2 separate regions of the Zea mays genome follow, and region 2 is linked to region 1. Evidence: chromatin contacts called from public Hi-C data. All regions are on one chromosome and are shown on one strand. Each heading gives the region's core, a stretch centred on a gene start, on an enhancer-like site or on the middle of the called end of the contact. The rest is flanking DNA. Distances are from core to core; before and after follow the strand shown. Region 1 holds the start of LOC103650339. Region 2 has its middle 94 kb from the start of LOC103652077.

Region 1 (7,137 bases), core at 459-2,958:
AAAACTGCCATCGCTGGGTTTTAAGGCCAAGCCGAGTCGAAAACCCGTCGTCTATAGCGCTGGGTGGTTTTGAGGCTCAACCACCAAAACCGCTGTGAGTATCGCACCCCGTCTGCCTCCCCACGTTCTAGACACGTGTCCCGCTAGTCCTCGACCGCGCGAGTGCGTGTCCCAGATGTCAGCCACCACGACTGGTCACCCTAAGACTCCGGTCCTTGGTCAAATCCCAGTGCTCGTCCTTTACTGCTCTCGGTCCATCGGTACGAACCCGCAAAATCTTCACCTTCGTCGTCGACCACCGTCTCTGTGCTCCACATATATACACCTTAAGCCGACCGATATGGTTGCACATACATAATCTCACACTTTGGTCAGTCCTCTGACTACCCCAGAGTGCTACCCGTTGACAATCACTTATGATCAACTTGAATCGCAAGTGATAAGTCAACTTTATGTTTGCACCGGTGCATTCAAACACCCTGTTAGTTATATGCGTGGGGATTTTCCATCCCTAGGTTTAGCCTACCTTGCTCCCAAAGTAGATCTAAAAGTGATTTTAGCCGACTCAACCCCTCCTATTTTCTTGGTCTCAAACTGATCTTTGTCGCTTGTTTGGGAGCACCTTGCTATTCATTTTTTTAGTAAGAGGGGTTTAGAGCTAGTTTGGTAGAAAAGAATCAGAGCGGGTATCCTTTGTTATTGTTATTTAAAATTGAATAACAAAGTATTTTCTCACCATCAATTCTGTCTAATCATCTTTGCTCGATATAACACGGCGGAGGGCGCGCTCTGCCACTCTCTCTCTCTCCTATGCTGCTCCTTGACTCAAGTGGCGTCGTCTATGAACCACCGACCTGCTAGTTGCATCTACTCCTAACTCGGACAAGCTCACACGCATAGCCATTATTTACCTACGCAGTGATGCTGACGTGCAGAGCTGCTGGAGGCCAGCACAGACAGCAGCAGGAGAGTACGTGTATAGGTACTGTTGGAGATGGCGGATACGGATGGCCATCGCATCGCAGCTCCAATCTTCTCCAACTGGTCAACGTACACCACCGGTTTCCACTATGGACAGGAGCTACCCTGCGTGCACAGTACTAGATTATGTGCATTGTTGTTTCAAGACCAAGAGGTAATGCATGATAAATTGTGACTCGTATACGATGTGCAAGCAGGATCTAGTGCTACCCTCCAATTAATCCAACCAGCTCAGTTACAGTTCCTGCGTGCCCACCTTCTGAACAGACGAACCACCAACATCATCTCAGTTTACAGCCACGCTGCTGCTGCCCATGCAGCTGCACCTGCTGCACCTGCTTCTGCTTCTGCTGCAGCTGATCGCGCTTCAAATCCTACCAGCAGTCTACATACAGCTTACAAGGAGAGATTTTGAGGTGGCTCTCCTGGGCTGGGCTGGGCTGGCATTATGACGTGTACATGTACGTAGGTGGAGGTGCGTGGGGAGATTTGCGACATTTATTAAGGTCACTCTAGCTAGCTACTCGCCACCTTCAATGCCGGCCTGCCCTCCCGTTAATGCGGGTTGGATGAAGGCCATTGAAGCCTCCTCCCTCCCCTGCATGAACTCTCAGCATGAGCATCACCCCTCCCGTCAATCAAAACTACAGTGCTGTGCTACTACCCCTCTAGTCCAGCAATTGTCAGTTCTCTCCTCCTCCTAGCTAGCTATATATTGGTATGTACGTATATAAATAGACCCGTGGTGTGGTGGTGGCCAGCCACGACCGGCCATGACCACCGAGTTCCTCAGGGTGAAGAAGTTCCACCAGGACGAGGCCGCCCGGAGCCGGAGACTGATAGAGCTGCAGCCGGAGCTGTCGCTCGGCCCAGTGTGGCCGGGCTTGGCAACCGGTGGTGGCCTGGCAGCCAAGAGCTCCTCGATCGAGTCTCATGGAAGCCCCCGGAAGAAGAGGAAGAACTATACGGCGGCCAGCTGGGACTGGGAGGTGCATCAGCAGCCGCCCGCGAGCCTGGATCTCCAGCTCAACCACCCCCTGCCTCTCGACTGGGAACAGTGCCTCGACCTCCAAGTGAGTACCAATACTCTCTGTGAGTAAAATATCACCTACAAGTGTCCTGCCATGATTAATTGTCTCTCATCATTGTGTATTTTTTGTTTTTTGGCATGCAGTCTGGGAGGATGTATTACCTGAACAGGAAGACGCTGAAGAAGAGCTGGGTTCGACCCCGGGAGCAGAGCCTGAATAACGTGGACCTCAACATCTCCACAGCTCCCGACGAGGATGAGCCAGGGAAACCCGCTGGCACCTTGTTCTCTGGAGGCAACATGGTGGCCGTGCCGTGCGCCAACTGTCACCTCCTAGTCATGCTCTGCATGTCCTCCCCGTCCTGCCCCAACTGCAAGTTCGTGCAGCCGCTGCCACCTTCTGTTGTGCCGCCTGCCTATCCGAGGCTCGGTGCCGCCGTCAAGCCGCTGGAGACCCTCAGCCTTCTCCATTAGGCGCATGCACGCGCGCTCCACTGGCAGAAGCTTGTAGAAAGGAGGAAACCATAGTTGAGTTGTGTGGTGCATGGGTTAGTATTACTATTACCTGGGTAATGGGTGTATGAATGTGAAATCATGCATGCATATAAAAAGGGGTACGGTCGGTTGCACGAATCAAACAAATCAATCAAATCTACTTTATTTCCTTTGTTGTTCATCGCACTAGGAGTGGGAGTATCCTTTCCCCGGCCACCGAATTTCCATCGCAAATGAGCAGAGGAGACCCACTCCTGCATCAGGGTCAAGGATCATCCGGCCTCATGCTGTAGACCGTCCATACGTCGTAGAGAGCATTGTCAGTTAGTACACTTCTAGTGTTTGGTGTCGAGGTCAAGTACCGGCAACACGCTACCACTACCGGAATCGGGCTCTTTGCCGAGTGTCTGAAAAACACTCAGCGAAGGCTTTGCCGAGTATGACACTTGGCAAAGAGAGATCGGCGAACTGTACATCGTCAACGGCTTCTTTGTCGAGTACTTTTTATCGGGCACTCGACAAAGACTTTGCCGAGTGTCACTCGGTACTCGGCAAAGACAAGCCGCTGTCACGACGACTGGTAACGGAGAAGGTGCCTTTGCCGAGTGTTGTAGGTGACACTCGGCAAAGAGATTACCTTTGTGTAACACCCTTGGTGTTACCAAAACTAAAACTTTTGCATGACATCATTTGCACTAGCATTTCATTATGTATGATATACCTAAAGTGCATCCACTAGGTAAAAAATAAAAAAAAAGTTGTGATGTGATGCCTTGAATTGATCCTTAACCATAGGGTAGGGTGCTTACCCAAGGACTAGAAGCATGTGGGTGTGTGAGATAGCAATTTGATTATGAACTCAAAGGTTAGTGAAGATGTTCAAAAGAGACTAAACTTAGAGTGTTGGAGTGGTACATAAACCCTAGAACACTCAAACCCTAATAAGGACCCTAGAAACCCTAATTAGTGCCTTATGAGGTGACTCCAATTTTTATGCACTTTTGGACCAAAGTGCATATATCAAAGTAGTGGAGTAACAAAAACTAGGCAACTTTTATATTTGGAGATTTCCATGATTTATGGAACAAATTGGAGAAAATTGCAAAAAGGTCCCAAAGGCACCTAAATGCTTAACTCTGAAAAATAGTGATATTGTGATGAATTTTGATCCGTGGGGATTTTGCAATGGGGCACTACAACAAATTTGTAGAGCTATTAAAGTAGTCCAAGTTTGATTAAGGGAGTGAGCCCTAGAGTTGTACAAAAATTGGAGCAAAATGGCCTGGAAGTTGGGCTATCAGTCGGGGTTTGGCCTGAAGGTTAGACTGACAGTGGCATTAGATCAACTTGAGAGCTGAATTGTGCTTGATCGAGTGGAGGTATGAACAAGAACCCTATAACAAATTTAAAGCAGACATGATGGACAACAACTTTGCTATGGTCGGCTTGGTAGGTTGTTGAACGAAAGTCGAAGAGAAATGACTCTCAAATGGCCCTGTCAGGCGCGCTGAATTAACATTGCCATGGTATAGTACACTGAAGAAGATTCTGGTGCAGTGTACCTCGCCGCCGGTGAACGGGCGCCACGATTCGAGCTTGCCGTGAAAATTCGTGCACGGATCAACACGAATATTACCGATCAAGTGAAAAGATTGCGACTACGGATAAGTTTGTGAGCTAGCCACCGTAACCACTTGTTTTGCGACCGGCCGGAATGTCCTCGTTGGCATCCTCCGCTCGCCTCGAGGATGCGACATGCTTGGAGAAGTTACCACGTCGCAATAGGTCGCTGTGGACAGCCCATTTACCGCCAGGGGCCTTACCTCACCGAGCGCCACGACAGTTGCCCTCCGGTGACTCACCTCCCTTCCGTCCGTGAGATCCTTTCATCCCAAATTCCCGAAAGCACTCACGTAGCTACTACAAATTAAAGGCTCTCCCTGATCCGCCTTCTAGTTACACGCTTAGCGCACCCTTCCTCGCTTCCAATTACCCACCGGAGCTCACCAATTCCAGTTTTTCCCCATCGTGGTCATTTACGCCGCTGTGAGGCACCCAGCTGTGACCAACCGTTCCCAGGTTCGTTCCTTCCCCTCTATGTCATGTTCTAGCATCCTTGAATGTTAACATAGCTTGTCGGCCCAGCCAATTGAATATTACCACGATAGGGCATCGAGAACCTTACCTCGTGGCCGCAAAACACGTCTACGAGCGCGCTCCCGTTGACCCACTTTCCCATACCCGCTCCATTCAAATTTACACATGTACCCGCCCTCTGGTGAATCAGTGAAACTCTCCCTAGCTCCAATTTAAACACTATCGCGTTTGGTTGTTCGGAACACGCTCACCGAAGCACTAGCGTCGTCGTGGCCATGAACAAGCATCAATTAGGGTTGGACCAGTCCAATTAAGTGAGGGCATATGCTTGGGTAGGCTCGCGCTTGGTGTCCGAGTGCTTGTTGTCTCATGGAGGGGTCGCCATCACCGGGAAACCACGAGTCCGGCCATGTGTTCGACGCGGCTCCGTCAAGGACCTAGAGTCGTGAAGAAACAAAAGTCCAGGGGTGTTTGCGCACATGTCAGTGAGACATGTAAATAGTACCTGGGGTTCTTTACTGGTTATTCGAATACCTAGGGGTCTTAGCGCAAATCTGTAATGAGGACGCGGGCGGCCTGTGTGGGGGTTGTTTCCTCTGCATTCATGGGCCAAGCCCATTGGTTTCGGCCCGCTACTGTTGAATCTTTTTCTTTTTCTTTATCCTGTCAACTAGTAAATTACACTAGAAAATGTAGGAAAATAATAAAATAGTGAAACCAATTTTGTAGAGTCCACCAAATTGTGTAACTTTTGATAAAATTAGTTGTAAGATTTTTGCAGCATCAAGTAAATTTCTAGTTATTTAAAAGTACCCTTGGAAGGCTTTAAGGAATTTTAGAAATAAAACCATAGGTCCAAAAATCATAAAATTTTGTCGAAAGATGATATGCCCTTAGAATAGCTCCTGGTAAAAATTTGAGCCTGTTTGGAGTTGTTTTACCTAGAGAACCAGAAACTAGTTAAGTATAAATATTATAAACCCTAAGTTTTGATACTAATCTAGGGTTATGTCAAACTCAAGTTATACAAAATGCTAAGCAACAAGTTGATCATATTTAGTATATATATATAGTTCTCTGATTTTCTAAAGCAATCTTAATTTGATCCCTTTGGGCAAAGACTATATTACATAGAAATATGGGTATAATTATCATATGCTTAGTTGAGAGTATGTGAGCTTTCCACCTCACTCTAAATGAGAGTTTGCATAGCATATCATTACATGAGCATTCATATACTTCTAATTGACTTGTAGAGCACCTAGAAGAAGAATTTGAAGTGAAGTTGTCTCTAAAGGTCCTCCAGAAGGTTCCCCGATAGGGTTTGCTGCTAACTGCAATATCCTAGTAGAAGAGCCTGACTCTCCTCATCATCAAGGCAAGCCCCGGTGCATTTGCCATCTCCTTGTTGTTTTTAAACATTTATCACTTATATGTTGCATTAGGTAATAGGAGTTGAGTGATTAAACCTTTGCTGCATAACTTCCTTGAATTATTGATTATCGTCCTTGATACCTGATTTGAAAAGCTAGATATGCTTAGTATGCTTCTAGACAAGGAACAAAATGTTTTGATATTTGAATCATGTTTTTACAAAGAAAAAGAGACTGGAGTGATGAAGGTATCAAAGGCCTTGATGACTTCATCATTTCAGAAGGATGCCTCTGACAGGTAACAAGTTTTCAGAAATATTTTAATGTGAGACCAGACATTGAGCAGGAAAGGTCGCCCATCTATGTCGCTTAAGGACTACATGATTGTTGGTCTGCTGATCTAGGACCCTTTAACTGGCCACATGCCTCATTGTAGAAAACGGGTGACGCCTAAGAGGGGGGTGAATTAGGACTTCTAAAACTTTTACTAAACTAGGCCACAATTAAATCCCTAGAGCAAAACCTATGCAAATAGTTAAACTAGAATGTGCAAACTAGGTTTTGTCTAAGTGTTGCTATCTCTACCGCAATGGCTAAGTTTCAATCTACACTAAATAAGGATGCATACAAGATTGAAACTTAAATGCTTAATATAGATGCGGAAACTTAAAGAGCAAAGTAGAGAAGCGAACTCTCGTGGATGACGTCGGTATTTTTACCGAGGTATCCGGAACCACGCAAGGTCCTGACTAATCCTTGTTGGTGCCCCTACGCAAAGGGAAGCCCACGCGAGGGCCAAGCACCTCGCTCGAGTAACTCCGTAGAGAGCCACGGGCCTTCTCCACGTGCAAGTGGTGCTCCGCTTCCGGCTCCTCTCGGACGCTCCCCACCGTCTCCACTATCGAGCTTCCGGCCGAAACACCGCGGGCCTCGTTCCCTCAGGTACACGGTGGTGGCCGTGACACAAACGCGGTTGTCACGGTCTCGTAAGACTCTCGCCCCACTCGGTACAACTACAACGGCCTGCGCAAGAACCGAGGGGTTGTGAGGTTTATCTAAACTCACTCAATAATCTAGGATTCACCTAGAGCAAGCGCTAAAGCAGTCTAACTAAACTAAGCACTTCGCAAAGCACCTATGCTAATCACCGAGTGATTCTAT
Region 2 (7,250 bases), core at 4,513-7,012, 140 kb before region 1:
GCAATGCCGTCCAGAAACTAGAAGATAAATTTGAAGGTCTGGAATTTCACCATGTAGAGAGAGATGGAAACACGGCAGCTGATGTATTGTCCAAGCTAGGATCCAGTCGAATTCAGGTCCCACCTGGAGTCTTTGTTCAAGAAATACCACACCCAAGCATCTCACTGGATCAGGCAGAAGAATGTAATACCTTGAGCCAGCTAGAATTAGATTCCGATGACTGGAGAAAGCCGATCATCAGATATATAAATAATGAAGAGGAACCAGATGACAAAAGTGCAGCCGAGCGCATCGCTAGACAGTCAGCTCACTACACACTCATTGGGGAAACACTATACAGAAGGGGCGCATCAGGCGTCCTCATGAAATGTATTCTCTCATCTACTGGAAAACAACTTCTGGATGAGGTCCATGCTGGGCAATGTGGAATACACGCAGCATCCAGGACACTAGTCGGGAAAGTCTTCAAGACCAGATTCTACTGGCCAACAGCAAAAAGTGATGCAGCCGAGTTAGTTCAGAGGTGCGAGGCCTGCCAGTACTTGTCAAAACAACAGCATCTACCAGCACAGCAACTACAGACCATACCAGTAACCTGGCCGTTCGCATGCTGGGGACTGGATATGATTGGACCTTTCAAGAAAGCTCAAGGAGGATACACTCATATACTGGTAGCAATCGACAAATTCACTAAATGGATAGAGTTCAAACCCATTGCTTCTTTAACTTCAGCTAAGGCCGTGGAATTCATACAAGACATAATATTCAGATTTGGAATACCAAATAGTATCATAACTGACCTGGGATCCAATTTCACAAGTTCAGAGTTCTTCGATTTCTGCGAACAAAAGAACATTCAGATCAATATGCTTCGGTGGCACACCCAAGAGCCAACAGGCAGGTTGAAAGAGCTAACGGGATGATATTGGAGGCACTCAGGAAAAAAGTCTTCGATAAAAATGAAAAGTTCACAGGAAAGTGGATAAGGGAGTTGCCCTATGTCGTTTGGAGCCTAAGAACTCAACCCAGTCGAGCTCTGCATGGAAATACTCCTTTCTTCATGGTCTACGGGTCAGAGGCAGTACTACCTGCTGATCTCAAGTTTGGGGCGCCAAGGCTACTAGGCTGGAGGATGTTGATGTACTCGAAGAAGAACGGCTGAACATGGTAATTCAATCAGCACGGTATCAGCAAACTCTGAGGCGCTATCACGATAAGACCATGCGACATCGATCCTTCGCAGTAGGAGATCTCGTCCTCCGCTGAATTCTAACGGGAGAGGGACGGCACAAGTTGTCACCTCTATGGGAAGGACCATTCATAGTAGCAGAAGTCAATCAGCCAGGATCATATCGCCTCACTCAGATGGACGACACGGAAATTGGGAACTCATGGAACATAGAACACCTCAGGAAGTTTTACCCCTAGCTGTATTCCAAAAGCTATTGGGACGACAATGTACTCTATAAACTGGGAAATATATCATCAATAAAAAGGCCACAAGAATACTCAAATTGTTCATGGTCGACCTGCATTCTTACTTAACTCGGGGTGACCACTATGCCCTGCTAACGGAGCAATCGGCTTAAGTCGGCAACGACTTAAGACGGTGCAACATGCTCGCGCTTGCCTAGCTCGGGGTGACCACTATGCCCTACTAACGGAGCAATCGGCTTAAGTCAGCAATGACTTCAGACGGTGCAACATGCTCGCGCTTACTTAACTCAGGGTGACCACTAGGCCCTGCTAACGGAGCAATCGGCTTAAGTCGGCGATGACTTAAGACGGTGCGACATGCTCGCGCTTGCTTAACTCGGGGTGACCACTATACCCTGCCAACGGAGCAATCGGCTTAAGTCGGCAACAACTTAAGATGGTGCAACATGCTCGCTCTTACTCCCGCGGTCACATCAAATTACTACTCAGAAGCAGTTTGCTAAAACACTCAGCGTACCAAGCCGTCCCTTGCCTACACCCATTGGGGGGACGCCCAGGAATTATCAGTATATTTTTCAAAACTGTCACATCCGTGCAGTGCATGCAATGAATACCTCAAGACAAAAGTGAGATATCAGTAAGAATCAAAGGAAAGCCAAATATAGCCGGTGAAGTACAAGTCTGATCGACAGAAGCGACATGAAGACTAGCCAGGGGACGTCTATCGAACGTCCAATCAGTTGCAGATCAAATAAATTGCACTACCTAGCAAGATATGGGCAGATCATGAACTCGGCCTCAAAGACAAAATATATGCTGACCTCTAAAGCATAATATCAATAACATAATGCTGACCTCTAAGGCATTTGGCAAGAAGAGAGGGAGATTCTCCGAAAAAGGGCATGAAATGAAGTCCTTCGAGTGGATTATTTTCAAAAAACTCACTCGAAGCTTGGGTGCTACACCCATTGGGTGCACCTCTGGTGCACCCAATGAATCGTCATCTTAGATCAAGACAATGCTGACCTCTAAAGCATAGGGCAAGATCAAAACAAGGCTGACCTCCGACAAAGTACAAGTGGAAAATAAAAGTGATTTCTGATAATACTCGAAGTGAAGACCTTCGAGTGGATTGTCTGCAAAAATCCACTCGAAGCTCGGGGGCTACACCCATTGGGTGCATCTTTGGTGCGCCCAATGAAGTTCGAAGTCCTACAATACGAAATGCTGACCTCCGAAGCGTGAGTCTGAGACAGAACACCAATTTTTGAGTGATAAAAGCAGAAGGAGACAGTAAGAAATCGTTTTTACCGGATTACCCAGAAAGCACTTCCTGTTACAAACAAAGACCGCAAGCTGGACCTAGGATCTTTGGGCCGATTATTTCAAAATCAACCCAAAGATTGGGGGCTTGTGGGGGACAGATATCCCCCGGGTCCACTGGAAGGATAAAAGACCACACAAAAGGCCCAGGGGCCCAATAAATCGTAAGGTCATCCCTTCGTGGGTCTGGGGAGGAACGACCGGTGAAGAAGATTGACATAAGGCCAGATTGGTGCAAGCCCAGACAACCAATTGACTTCGAGCGAGTAATCACAACGGTGACCCGATCTTCCCGCGCTGGAACCCCGTGCAACGGAACCAAGCGAGGATGGGTCGGCGGAACTATAGGGAGATAGGCTCAATTGGTTCACTATCATTTAGGCGCATACTGCCAACATATCTGCATGTAATGCCCCATGGTCGAGTATATAAGGCCTAGGGGGCACCCCTTCAGAACGATCAATCTCACTACTCAGCCATCTACCCCAACTCTCTACATTCCTTGCACTAGAGAGTCCCCTTGTAATCCGCCACATAAAACATTCCCGCCAGGACGTAGGGTGTTACGCATATCTAAGCGGCCCGAACCTGTACACCATTGTTCACAGTTTCTCATGCGCCCTGCACGAACCATCGAGCTATAGTCGGTAACACCATCCTACTCCTAAAAACACCTTGAGGGGCAACCCCGGGTGTGCGGTCGGACCCAAAACACCGACACTATCTGAGGGCTCGGATCGAGCGGAGGTGGGCGGGGTTGGTTTGATCACGGTGGTCGCCCTCGGGCGGCTCTGGCGGGTCGCGGGGAGGTCGCTGGAGCTGCGGGCGAGCTCGGGAAAGTTAGGCGCGGTGCGGAGGGGGTAACTGGGAAGGCGACCGTGCATGAGGGTGGGCTTTGTAGCCACTAGCGGGCACGACACGGGCGTGGGCACGGGGGCGGTCGAGGGCGCGCGGGGGTGCGCTTGTGGGCATGCTCTGGGAGCGTTCCGGAGTGCCAGCCCACGTCGAACATGTGGTGGTTTACTTCTGTCAGTGTTCAACGGCCTGTTTGGTTGCCTTAGCGTGCAGATCTCAGCAAAAGTCCCGTGTACGGTCTCTTCTCTGCACCATATCCTATCTTTTCCATTTGAGTTCCAAGCAAAGATATGGTCGGGGTTGAGAGATATGGGGGTGGGAAGTTGGCTCTGTCCGAGCTGTCCAGACCGAGACAAAAACCGTGTCAAGTAATGTCAACCGACTTAGGGTTTGGTTCAAATTTTTCCAGGGTGTTCTAGAGGTCTTTAGGCGCCATTTTGTTATTTGGGCCCCACAGTTTTGAGGTTTGGAAAAAGGTGAACATGTTTGATCTTTGAAAGAGGGTTGGTTTTGAAAGTGAGAAAAGTCTGATTTTTCTTTTATGTCCTTCTCTTTGGTGACCTTTTTAGGGTTTTTCTGAATTCTTTTTGGGGTCACTCTCTTACTAATATTTGTAGGGTATTAAGTGTACTACAACTTTTATAATTAGCCCAAGTCATGATAATGTGGTTTACATTGCCTTTTTGCTATACTCCCCTCTAGGGCTCCATTTGCCTAAGGAAGTTGAATTAGGGTTTGAGCCCTTCTCTCCTCTTTAGGTGCATGATAAGGCCAAGGCATGACTTCTAAGATGGGTTACACCTTCTTAGGATCTTGATCCCCAAGTTTGGTGTCTTTTGCTCAAACTAAACCACATGTGATGATGGGTTCAATAGTGTAGGCTTGAGTGAAATCCCTAAGTAACACCTGGGTGTTACATGCATGGCCCTTAGACACTTTCGAGGTGAATGGCTAGGGATCCACTACGAGGCATTTACAAAGTTCTACTAGCTTCAGAAAACCCGCTATGGTTTCTGAGAAGAGGAATATAGGAATTCCGCGTCGAAAAAGCCATCGCAGCATGATCGACCCGAGAACCTCCCTATACGCAGCTCCTCTACCGGCCTTGCCCCTTTCTGTTAAGGTAGTCCTCCACTAACTTTCCTAATTAGTCAGCCAAGGACGTCCCATTCCACCCTTGTGGTAGCACGGTTATCTCAAGTTAAGCTCCATGTTCCAATTAACACAATGATGTTGTCATGAACAACATTAATTAAAACAATAGCAAAATTGGAACATGATCATAATTCAAATGTAACATTAATCCCAAAACCACGTAGAGCAATAGCATATACTACCCAAAAGTTTAATGGTAAGCAAGGTGTGGGATAAACAATACTAGGGAAACCTAGTAGGTCCCATCAAAATTAACCTGAGCATGTCACAGTGATTAATAGGAACATTATTAGGTAGAGAAAAGTGATCAAGGGCACAACTTGCCTTAGACTCGAGATTCCCAAATACTTCACCACTTGGTCTTCAAGCGACTCGTAACCTCGTTGCTACTCGTAGCAATACAAACAGACATGGTATAGGCAAAACTAACATCACACCAAACATAAGAACAAATTGTATAATAATGTTCTATGTATCATAACGAGATCGTAGGTTCGAGAATTACTAAATTCAGAGTTACGGTTAAAGAGTTATGATTCTCTGAAGATTTAGGTGTTAGATATAGAACAAATTAAGTGCATAATTTTTAACCTATGTTTCATGACAAAATAATGTCACTAGATAATAAACAATATTAATGCGAATTTAATGCAACTGGAATGGATCAAAAAGGAGTTAAAATTAATTACATATGAATTAAACAAGTTTCTCGAATTATTTTCATACTAAGAAATCATTTTTTGGCTTATTTAATAAGCCTGGGGATATATTTGGGTAATGGATACAAAAACCCGAGAACACAGGGTGTGTTTTATAAAATTCCAGGGCACAACCGCAATTAATCTACACCTGACCAGACGGTGGGTTGATTTATGTAAAGTCCAAGGGCTCATACGCAAAACGGGCTGGCCGAAAGGGTATGGATGGATCTCAGCCAATCGATCTGCAATGAAGGGCTCGGATTAAATCTAACTCACACATCGAACCAGTATGCAACAGGGGCCACAGGATCCGCGATCAATGGCCCAAATATATCCCCCACTTTTGTCGAACCGGTACGCGTCGCTGCCCTTCGGATTCGAAATCAACGGACACGATTTAGTGAGTACCCATCTATTCAGAACCATCAGATGTTGATTCGAGGGCCCCGACCAATCGCTCCTGAGCTGCATCTTAGGCTAATTCGGGCCGTTTGTCACACGTCCAACGGCTGTCGTCCTTTCATCTACCTCCGACAGCGCGGCACGGAGGAAGAAATAAGGCACCGCCCCGAGCTCGCCAACGTGATGTGCATAGGTGCCAGTGGTGCATGTATTCACGGACGGACATATGCAATACACAATACGAAGTAGGACGAATGAATGGAGGTAGCAATTAACGGTGAATACACAACGTCGAACCCCAGCCACGACAACACGCGGGACCGCGACGGAGCAACAACTCCAACCAGCAATCACTAGGGTCCCGACGGCAAAACTCCCGTGCTATGGTCACACACCCCTTCCCCAGGTCCTGGGCAAGCAGGACGGCACGACCAACAAGGCTTGGAGGTGAGTAGGTGACCAAACCACAAGGAGGCCTCGCCGGTAGTCCTCTTCTCCGCTCTCTCTCACGGTGGCGGCAGAAGCTTGCACACAGCGAATAGATGGAGGAGGGGGATCCAACTTCGAGTTTTCTTTGACCTCAAACCAAACCAAACGTTTTCTATAGATGCTAGCGAGTCGTCCAAGGGTGGCGGCAACGAAATCCTGGATCCGCGCGAGAATCACGGCCTCGCTCGACCGCACGCGTGAATCTGTTGAGCGTGGTGGTTGCGGCAGGGATCACAGGGCTTCCCCACTGCCCGGTGACGGCACCAATCGATCTAGCACGAGTGAGACCGACGGGTGGGTCCGCGCGACAGAAGCAGGTGCATGGGCGGACGCACGGGTGAATTCGCTCTCTGATGAACAGGCCCGACCCATCAGGGAGAGTGACACGGTGGTTCTACTGTCAAGCGGGCCCATGCTGTCGGTCTCGGCGTTAGTGGATTGGGCCGCGTGGGTGTGTGCCGAGTTGGGCTAAGGGATGAGGAAGTCTGTCTAGCGAAGTTAAGCTTTTTCCTTTTCCTTTTTCTTTATTCCTTTTTATTTTTATATTTCATATTTGAATTTGATTCAAGTTTACCTCAAATTTTGAAAATGCATCAGAACATGTTTTTGCATAAATATTTCATTTATTTTCATTGTATTTGTTTATTCATGAATATTTTAAACTACATAGTTAATGAAAGGAATATCGCACTTGTTTTAAAACACATAAAAAATCTTCTTGTTATTATATATTTAAATCATATGTCTCATCTACTATTACATAATTTTATACTAAAGGGTAGTTTTATCTCGACCTATCTAGAGAATTTCTCCTATTATTTTATCCCAAAAGAAAAGTTTAACTCATAATTCTTCTATGTATATTCCAATCCAAAAATAATTTAATAT

Evidence for each region. A called contact is a pair of places that touch in the nucleus more often than the background predicts.
Region 2: a contact with region 1 is called in a Hi-C map of tassel, with 2.3 times the contacts expected there. The contact joins the enhancer-like site here to the promoter of LOC103650339 in region 1. A contact is called at or near these places in 2 of 25 Hi-C or Micro-C datasets (ear and tassel).

What each region holds. Positions count from the first base shown.
Region 1 is chr3:101,760,151-101,767,287 of Zm-B73-REFERENCE-NAM-5.0, reverse strand. LOC103650339 reads left to right here and starts at 1,708. Exons shown (of 2, transcript NM_001374176.1): 1 at 1,708-2,054; 2 at 2,156-2,674. The coding sequence starts at 1,755. The coding sequence ends at 2,485.
Region 2 is chr3:101,904,448-101,911,697 of Zm-B73-REFERENCE-NAM-5.0, reverse strand. No RefSeq gene overlaps it. Among protein-coding and RNA genes, the nearest start is that of LOC103652077, 94 kb to the right of the region's middle. Within about 2 kb of position 5,762, at least 16 of the 20 cell types and tissues checked have an H3K27ac peak or open chromatin away from gene starts, as enhancers often do. A contact at or near this core is called in ear and tassel, where this site is marked.